2 separate regions of the Macaca mulatta genome follow, and region 2 is linked to region 1. The links are chromatin contacts, called in public Hi-C maps. All regions are on one chromosome and are shown on one strand. Each heading gives the region's core, a stretch centred on a gene start, on an enhancer-like site or on the middle of the called end of the contact. The rest is flanking DNA. Distances are from core to core; before and after follow the strand shown.

Evidence for each region. Hi-C and Micro-C count contacts between places; a contact is called where the count stands out from the background.
Region 2: a contact with region 1 is called in a Hi-C map of liver, with 3 times the contacts expected there. The contact joins the promoter of METTL13 here to the promoter of LOC106994782 in region 1. A contact is called at or near these places in 2 of 14 Hi-C or Micro-C datasets (fetal cortex germinal zone and liver).

The regions. Positions count from the first base shown.
Region 1 is chr1:29,245,539-29,249,350 of T2T-MMU8v2.0, reverse strand. It overlaps LOC106994782, which reads right to left and starts at 1,840. Exons shown (of 4, transcript XM_077982072.1): 1 at 1,332-1,840. The coding sequence starts at 1,840. It overlaps VAMP4 (vesicle associated membrane protein 4), which reads left to right and starts at 1,531. Exons shown (of 9, transcript XR_013416386.1): 1 at 1,531-1,590.
Region 2 is chr1:29,282,563-29,286,374 of T2T-MMU8v2.0, reverse strand. METTL13 (methyltransferase 13, eEF1A N-terminus and K55) reads right to left here and starts at 1,772. Exons shown (of 8, transcript XM_077999923.1): 1 at 1,308-1,772. The coding sequence starts at 1,460.

The DNA.
Region 1 (3,812 bases), core at 591-3,090:
CACACCTTAAGTTGTCTATGCACAAAAGACGAGGCTATAACTAGCTAAAGCTCCAACTGGCTAAGGCACCAAAGCCAGAAAATATCCTATAACATGCAAATATATAGACATAAAATCAACTGTAAGTGCTGGGCACAGCTGCTTGTGCCTGTAATTCCAACTACTTGGGAGGCAGAGGCAGGAAGATCACTTTAGACCAGGAGTTCACAGCTGCTGTGAGGTATAATTGTGTCACCGCACTCCAGCCTGGGAGAAGAAGTGATAACTCGTCTCAAAAGAAAAAATCAGCTGTAAAAGGAAAAATGATGTCTGGGTTACCTGTGGAGTCTGGGGGTAGTCCCACTATCACGCCTAGACAGAGATATAAACCATGAGAGGTTTCTAAGTGGGCCGTTTCAGTCCAAGTCAGCAACTTGGCATAAACATAGGCAACTGAGTTTAGCATCAAGCTTTCAGAACCTTCAACTGACAACCCAACGGCTGTTTCTAAATCTCAGACCATTTAAATCAGAATCTAGGTAACACGTGGGCACCTACGCAGTTTTAAAAGCTTTCCAAGTGATTCAACTCCAAGTGAATCAGAGTTGAGCATCATTGCCTTAGTCATGGCATTTTTCAAATTCGTTAGTACAGTTTTACATTAAAAAAAAAATCAAAAGAAGAGCAACTTTTTGGTAAGAGGGTGTCTATTCTTTCCTTTCCTTTAGTGTCCTCAGATCTTTCCTCCTGCTGTTTTGTCTACTCTTGTTCTTGAACACCCCCTCTTATTTTTATATCTTTAGAAAGTGCCTGGCAAAGCATTTCAGACAGTTAAAATACTCTATCAACAAAGGACCCATAGACACTGTATTCATTTTAAAAGATGTGTAGTGAATATGATTCAATGAGTAAAATAATCCAGCTGGGGCGTGGGAGGAATGGATAATAAAACAAATAAGAGAACGGAAAAACAAAATTAGGAATTGTTTTTGGTAGCCAGCTACAGCGGGCTTCGAGATCTAAACATGATACCAAATTGGGCGGAGGGGGAGGGAGTGAGGGAGGAATGGGCAGAGTGGCGGAATGGCCTGGCAAGGGCGATTTCCCTGAAACCTGAAGGCTTTCAGGTTACAACTAAGGGATACCAGGAAAAGAACACCGAGCCCTCGTTCCGTATCTATCTAAACTAGCTGTGTAACTTTAAGTCAGTCTCCTCTCTGAACCAGATATTCCACCTATCTAAAGGGAGGAGCCTGGCCTAGGAACCCCTAACATCTCTTTCCAAGTGTAGCTAATTCTGTAAACAAGGGATCGAACAGATCTCCTTTCTTCAGAAAAGGCCCCAGACGAACCCGAAGCAGGTCCACCGGATCGCGACCGGAACCTGGAGAACCGGTGGTCGTTCCTCCCCTAAAGCAGAGCATAACCTTGGAAAGCTGCACCTAAACTGCGTGTGGGTCCGGGCTCTTTTAGGCGAAGCGCGTTCGGCGGAATCGACTTCCTCGACTATCTCCGTGCCCTGGACCCGCCCTCTCCGCCTGGCGCCAGGCCGCCGAGCGCCGATCGGCTCGATGAGCGGAGGCGCTTCTGCGGCGCTGCGGCCGACGCCGGGTCTGCATCCACTGTCTCCCCCTCCCAGCTTTTTACCTCGGCTTCCCACTCCTTCCCCCGCCCGCCCAGCACCGCCCGCCCAGCACCGCCAGCCCGGGAGAGCTGCCGGGAGTTCCCCGGGAGCCTCAGGTACTGGCGCTGGCCTGTTCCCAGCGGGAGGGGCTGGTGTGAGGAGGAAGGAAACGAAGAAGACGCCCTGCCTCGCCGCCCCCCGACGTCCTAGTCGGGCTGGTCGGCCGGCCTCCGGCATCTAGGAAGGGACCCCGGAGTGGGAAAAGGCTGGGGCCCGGGGTGTCGTGAGGAAGGAAGACGAGGACAGGGGTGTGCGGACGGGGAGCAGTTGAGGAAGAGAAGACTTGGAATGGAAGGGAACTCTGGGTGATGGGAAGAAAACAGTGCCATGGATGGGGAAGGTTTGTTAAGAGTGGGATGCAGTCAGGAATGCCAGGGGGTACCGTGGGGCAGGAAGGGCCAGTGTTAGGAGCAGATATATCCAGGGACGTGGCCTGGTGCGACAGATTGGGTGTGGGGGGTGAACGGAGCTGCCTGGAATTGTGTATTTAAAGGGCTCAGGAGAAAGAGCGCCAACCCTGCTGTGTTTATAATGACCGGAAGGTGGGGGTGAATCGTTACACTTGACAGGTTTTGCAAATGACATCTCCGGTTTGTGTCCATCCAAGTCACTTTATTTCTGTGAAACTGCATCAAGCAAGACGGCTGATGACAGACAAGGAAGACGAGTCAGAAAGGGAATGGAGGCTGGGAAAAGGAGAGCCTCTGCCCAGATTCAAAGCTGTTGACTAGATAACGTACTACTTACAAAAATGCATACATAGACATTTAAGTATATGCCGATGTATAAGAAGCATACGGTGATGTGACTTTTTTAAGTGAATTTTATAGTGGTGGTCTATCCTCAATGTGGAAGTACATGATAGCTCTCTTATTTACATGTATACCTAGTCACAAACACCTGAATTCACATGTCTTTTTTGTAGGAGAATCTTAGGCGGACGATATCCTTGTCTACTTTCTGAGCATGATTCATTTCTACTAGTTGTTTGATACACATGTCATCAGTTACTAATAATCACCAGTTGCAAATAACGTCAAAGTTCATCAACGTAGCTAATTAATCTGCCTACTGCTTTGCTGATGGGCTTTCTATTTGTTGCACATGGTTTCCTGGGATTAAGAGACCTGAATATGGGGTTTGCTCCTCCTTAAGATTGTAGTTTTACCCTATGTCTCATAAAGGCATTATATAAGTCAGCCTGTTGTTTGCTTTGAGATGTTGAGGGAGCCTCTTTGCAGGGGTTAAAATCTAAATACAGATATAGTTAAAAGCACAAGTTCTTCAGTAATTTGCCTTGTCATCTGTTTTTCCATGCATTCTGTTACATTTCTGCAAGAATTAAGTATTCTGAAATCAAAGTATGAGGAATAAAAGGGCCAGATGTATGTGACAGAAATATTGTGGAACCAAGAACTCAAGAGCTGTTAGGCAGCAAGAGTTTGGTTTTTGTTACAAGTGAATAATTTCTGATTTGGAAGCATTTCTTACCAAAGAAAAGTGTTTGTGTCCGTTTGTTTTGACAAGCAGCTGACTTAAAATATTACTTTTATTTGGTTCGTGAAACATGATTCTGGGATTATTCTTTTTTAAGTGTATATCATTAACCAACAAACTGATATCTAACTATACCTAATTTAAAGGGCTGTGTTTCTTCTTGTGGAGAAGGAAACAGGACTATTGGGTTGTTACCAGGAAGTGGGTCTTTCTAGAACAGAATTCTGTAAACCTGATGAGCAACTAATTGAAAAAAACAGTTAAAACTGATAATGCACAGCCATTGATTAATTTAGGCCTGTATCTCTGCTGTTTCAATGAGTGTAGTGACTAACGTTATCGTTACTAAACTTTAGTTTTCTCCTAGTTTCTTGGTGCCTACTTCAAAGAAGGGTCATAAAGAGTAAAAGAAAATGCATGCATATCACTGAGCACAGTGCCTAGCACACAGTATAACATTATTTCTGAGCTATCCTGAATTGCTGAGTATTCATCTACCATCTAGTCAAAAATACTGAAAATTCATTATTTGCATAGAACAACTTTTTCTCAAAAAAAATTTTTAATATGTTGCATACACAAGCATTTTCCTGGAAAGTCACAATGCATATTAGCATATAACAGGATGTGAGTCATTCTGTAGCAAAGAAAA
Region 2 (3,812 bases), core at 523-3,022, 37 kb before region 1:
TACTTGGGAATTAATAGGAAGTCAGAGAATCCAAATATAGAGTTACAGTTGAAATCTTAGGCCGGGTATAACCATATTTCCTCAATCTACTCATGCCTTTGGCTCCATTAGACAATAAAGTACACTTTGTGAGGATTCAAATCTTACTTCCATCACAGATTCCATCTCACAATATTCAGCTATTTTCTGAAGCCAAACTTAAAATTCAGATTGTTGTCTCCCTCTCCAGGGAGCAATCTTCCATTCAAACTTAGAAATTCTGATATTGCCATCTCTGGAAAAGCATGGTACAAAGAGATGTGCATATGCTTTTGAGCCAGACAGGCCTGAGTTTAAATCCCCACATGACCACTTGGGCATGATCTTGGGCCAAAAAAAAAAAAAGTGGCTCTCAAGGCCTCAGTTTCCTCATCTGTAAAATGCATCCAGGGCCACTCACCTGAGTTTATGATGAGAATTGAAAGACTGCACATGCATATACACGGCACCCAATAAAGGTCTGGCACATAAAGCTTACCCGCAAATGTTAGTTTTCTACCTTTCCTCCTTCCCAACCTCCAGTACAATCTCACCTATTACCAAACCCATTATTGTACTTATCATGTTTCACTTCTGGAACATGTGCAGGGTTTATGTCTTAATGCTCTTATAGCTTAAGGACTGGGCACAGTGCCTGAAACTCGGAGAGCACTGAACAACTATTTGAAAAACAAATTCATACACAAGGTCACAACTGCCGCAGGTTGCACAGGAATACAGTGACAGAAGATTGGAAGTCACTCTTCAAGTAGGGTCATTAATCCAAGAATGAGTTGGGGTGGGAGGTTTATTACCTGCAAACCTTTAAAAAAAATTTTGAGACAGCGTCTCACTCTGTCACCCAGGTTGGAGGGCAGTGGAGTGATCATGGCTCACTGCAGCCTCAACCTCCTGGGCTCAAGCGATCCTCCCACCTAAGCCTCCTGAGTAGCTGGAACTACAGATGCGCGCCACCACGCCCAGCTATTTTTTTCATTTTTTGTAGAGACGAGGTCTCATTATGTTACCCCGGCTGGTCTCGAACTCCTGGGTTCAAGCGATCCTCCCACCTCGCTCTCCCAAAGTGTTGGGATTACAGGCGTGAGCCACCACGCCCAGGCTGAAAGAGTATTTTAGTTTGTCTTTTAGCAGGGACAATTCAGGAAATGCTGAAATATGCGTCCAGCTAGGGTCCTCCCGCCTGTCACTGTCCACCAAGTGCAAGACTCCTGTTACTAGTTCCCACCTTCCGGAGCACGTACGAAGGGCTGACAGGCCGCGCTCCTCACCTTTTCCCTGGGCTTGATGTATTTGTGTAGAACCCCGCACAGTTCCAGGTAGGTTCCATACCACTCGAAAGCTTTCTTTCCTCGCTGCTGGAAGAACTTCTCCCAGTAGTCAACGGAGCCAAACTCCTTGGAACTTTTAGGTAAGAGGTTCATGTTCCTACCGCCGGAGCTGCGTTTTCAAGACTCCCCTACTCCCTGTGAGATACCATCTGAGGAGCTTGCCCACCACACGCAGGCTCCGGGACGCTGCAGTGGCAATTCTTTCCACGGAAAAACAGCCACATTGATTTGTTCCCCCTGGATGACCCTTACACAACAAACGCACGGGCCACTGAATCTCACACACGCTCGCCCCCTCCTCCGCGCCTGCTGTCCTTGCCCCACGTGAAGAGTCCCTCACGCTTTTCCCGAGCTAGATTTCCGAGCCCAGCAACCATATCCGGGTGCGAGACCTCGTGATTCGTCGGCCGGCCCAGCCCATCCCAGCTAGTCGTTGGTCGCTGCTTTGCATTTCTATCACCTCATTGGCTGAGACGTGCTCGCCTTTCTCCCGAGGCTCGGTCGCAGGCACCTAAACGCTTTTTAGACGTGAGGCCGGCCGACCATTCACGGGACGGGGCGGGACCGCGGGCTGCACTTGTGGCGGAAGAGGCCGGGCCTCTGTGAGAACTAGGTCACGTCCGGGTGCCGAGGGAGCGCTGCTGTGCTGAGGCTGGGCCTTCCCTCTAGGCGGGGCGGAGAGCGCGCTTCCTTCCCGGGCTCGGCGTCCGCTTTGTCTTGGAGCCGGCTTAATCCACTGACTGCGATCGTGCGCCACACAGGGGCGGAGCGCGGCATACGGGAGCGTACTGATAACGGAAGATGAAAAGAAAAACCTATGCAGATCGGAGAGAAGTGAGGCAGGAAATGAGTAAAACCAGTCTGTCGTAAAAACGCTGCACATTCTAACCTTGTCAGCTTCTGCGCACCACCAGCCCCCGCCTTATTTTGCCACCTCTGCACCAAAATACAGGATTCTGCTATCAAAAGTGTAATAACGTGAAAATTCAGGACGAAAAAGTAACAAGTAGGCATTCAGAGGTGCCTCCCCTCCTTCTTCCTTCTCCCCTCAAAGCACAACATGCAAAACTCTAGCCTTTCATTTTGATAATTGGCCTCCTTGTTATTCTGACGTTACCTATAACTGCTTATTTTATTGTTTGATAAACATACTGTACTTTCACATGCTCATGCTAATACCCTGAGGAAGCTTCTGTGAAGGGCACTTTTTTTTTCAGACAGGGTCTCACTCTCGCCCAGACTGCAGGGCGGTGATGCAGTCATGGCTCACTGCAGTCTCCACCTCCCAGGGGTCAGGGGATCCTCCCACCTCAGCCTCCGAAGTAGCTGGGAATACAGGTGCACGCCACTACAGGTGGCTAATTTTTTTTTTTTTTTTTTTTTTTTTTTTTTTTAGAAATGGGGTTTCGTCATGTTGTCCAGGCTGGTCTCAAACTCAAGCGACCATCTCGCCTCAGCCTACCAAAGTGCTGGGATGACTGGTGTGAGCCCAGGCATTATTTGAAAATGATCAAACATGTGTATCATTGCGCCTTTCACACCATAATAAATTGCAGGAGAAATATACAGATTGAGGAGAGCAGATAGGCTTGGAATTGAGCATGTGTACTGTGGGCTGTTATATACTACACTAGCCAGGTAGACTGTTAATAGTTAAGTAGGTTAGATTGGACTTAAACATTGGTTTTAAAAAGTGATTCTCAAACTGGCATGCATCAGAATCACCTGGAGAACTTGTTAAAACACAGAATTCCCCCAGTCACATCCCAGTTCCGAGTCGTTAGTTCAGTGGTGAGGCCCAAGGATTTGTGTTTCTAACAAGTTCCCACAATGCTGATGATGTTGGTCCCGGAACCACACTTAGAACCACTGTTTTAAAATACAATTAAGAGATAAGTCAAAATGGATATGGTTCCAAATTCGCTATTTTCAATGGTAAATCTAAAAGCTTTCTACAAGTAACATAAGAGAAAATCTGTTTTCATGCTCCCCTTGCTGAGTTCACATTGTTCCTTTCTACCCAAGATAAAGAGAAGGAGTCCTTGAAGTAGCTTCAGCTACTACACCATGCAAGGTTCCGAATGGGTGAAATGTGGGTTCTTTAGGAAGCACGTATTGAGAGCAGAGGACATCACTTGGTACTGAATGTGCTACACAATTCCAAAGAAGCAAAACACCATCGCAGCCAGGCGCGGTGGTTCACGCCTGTAATCCCACCACTTTGGTAGGCGGAGGCGGGCTGATCACTTGAGATCAGGAGTTTCAGATCAACCTGACTAACATGGTGAAACCATGTCTCTAATAAAAATACAAAAATTAGCCGGGTGTAGTTATGTATGCCTGTAGTCCCAGCTACTCAGGAGGCTGAGGCAGGAGAATCGCTTGAACCCGGGAGGCAGAGGTTGCAGTGAGCCAAGAGATCGCGCCACCGCACTCCATCCTGGC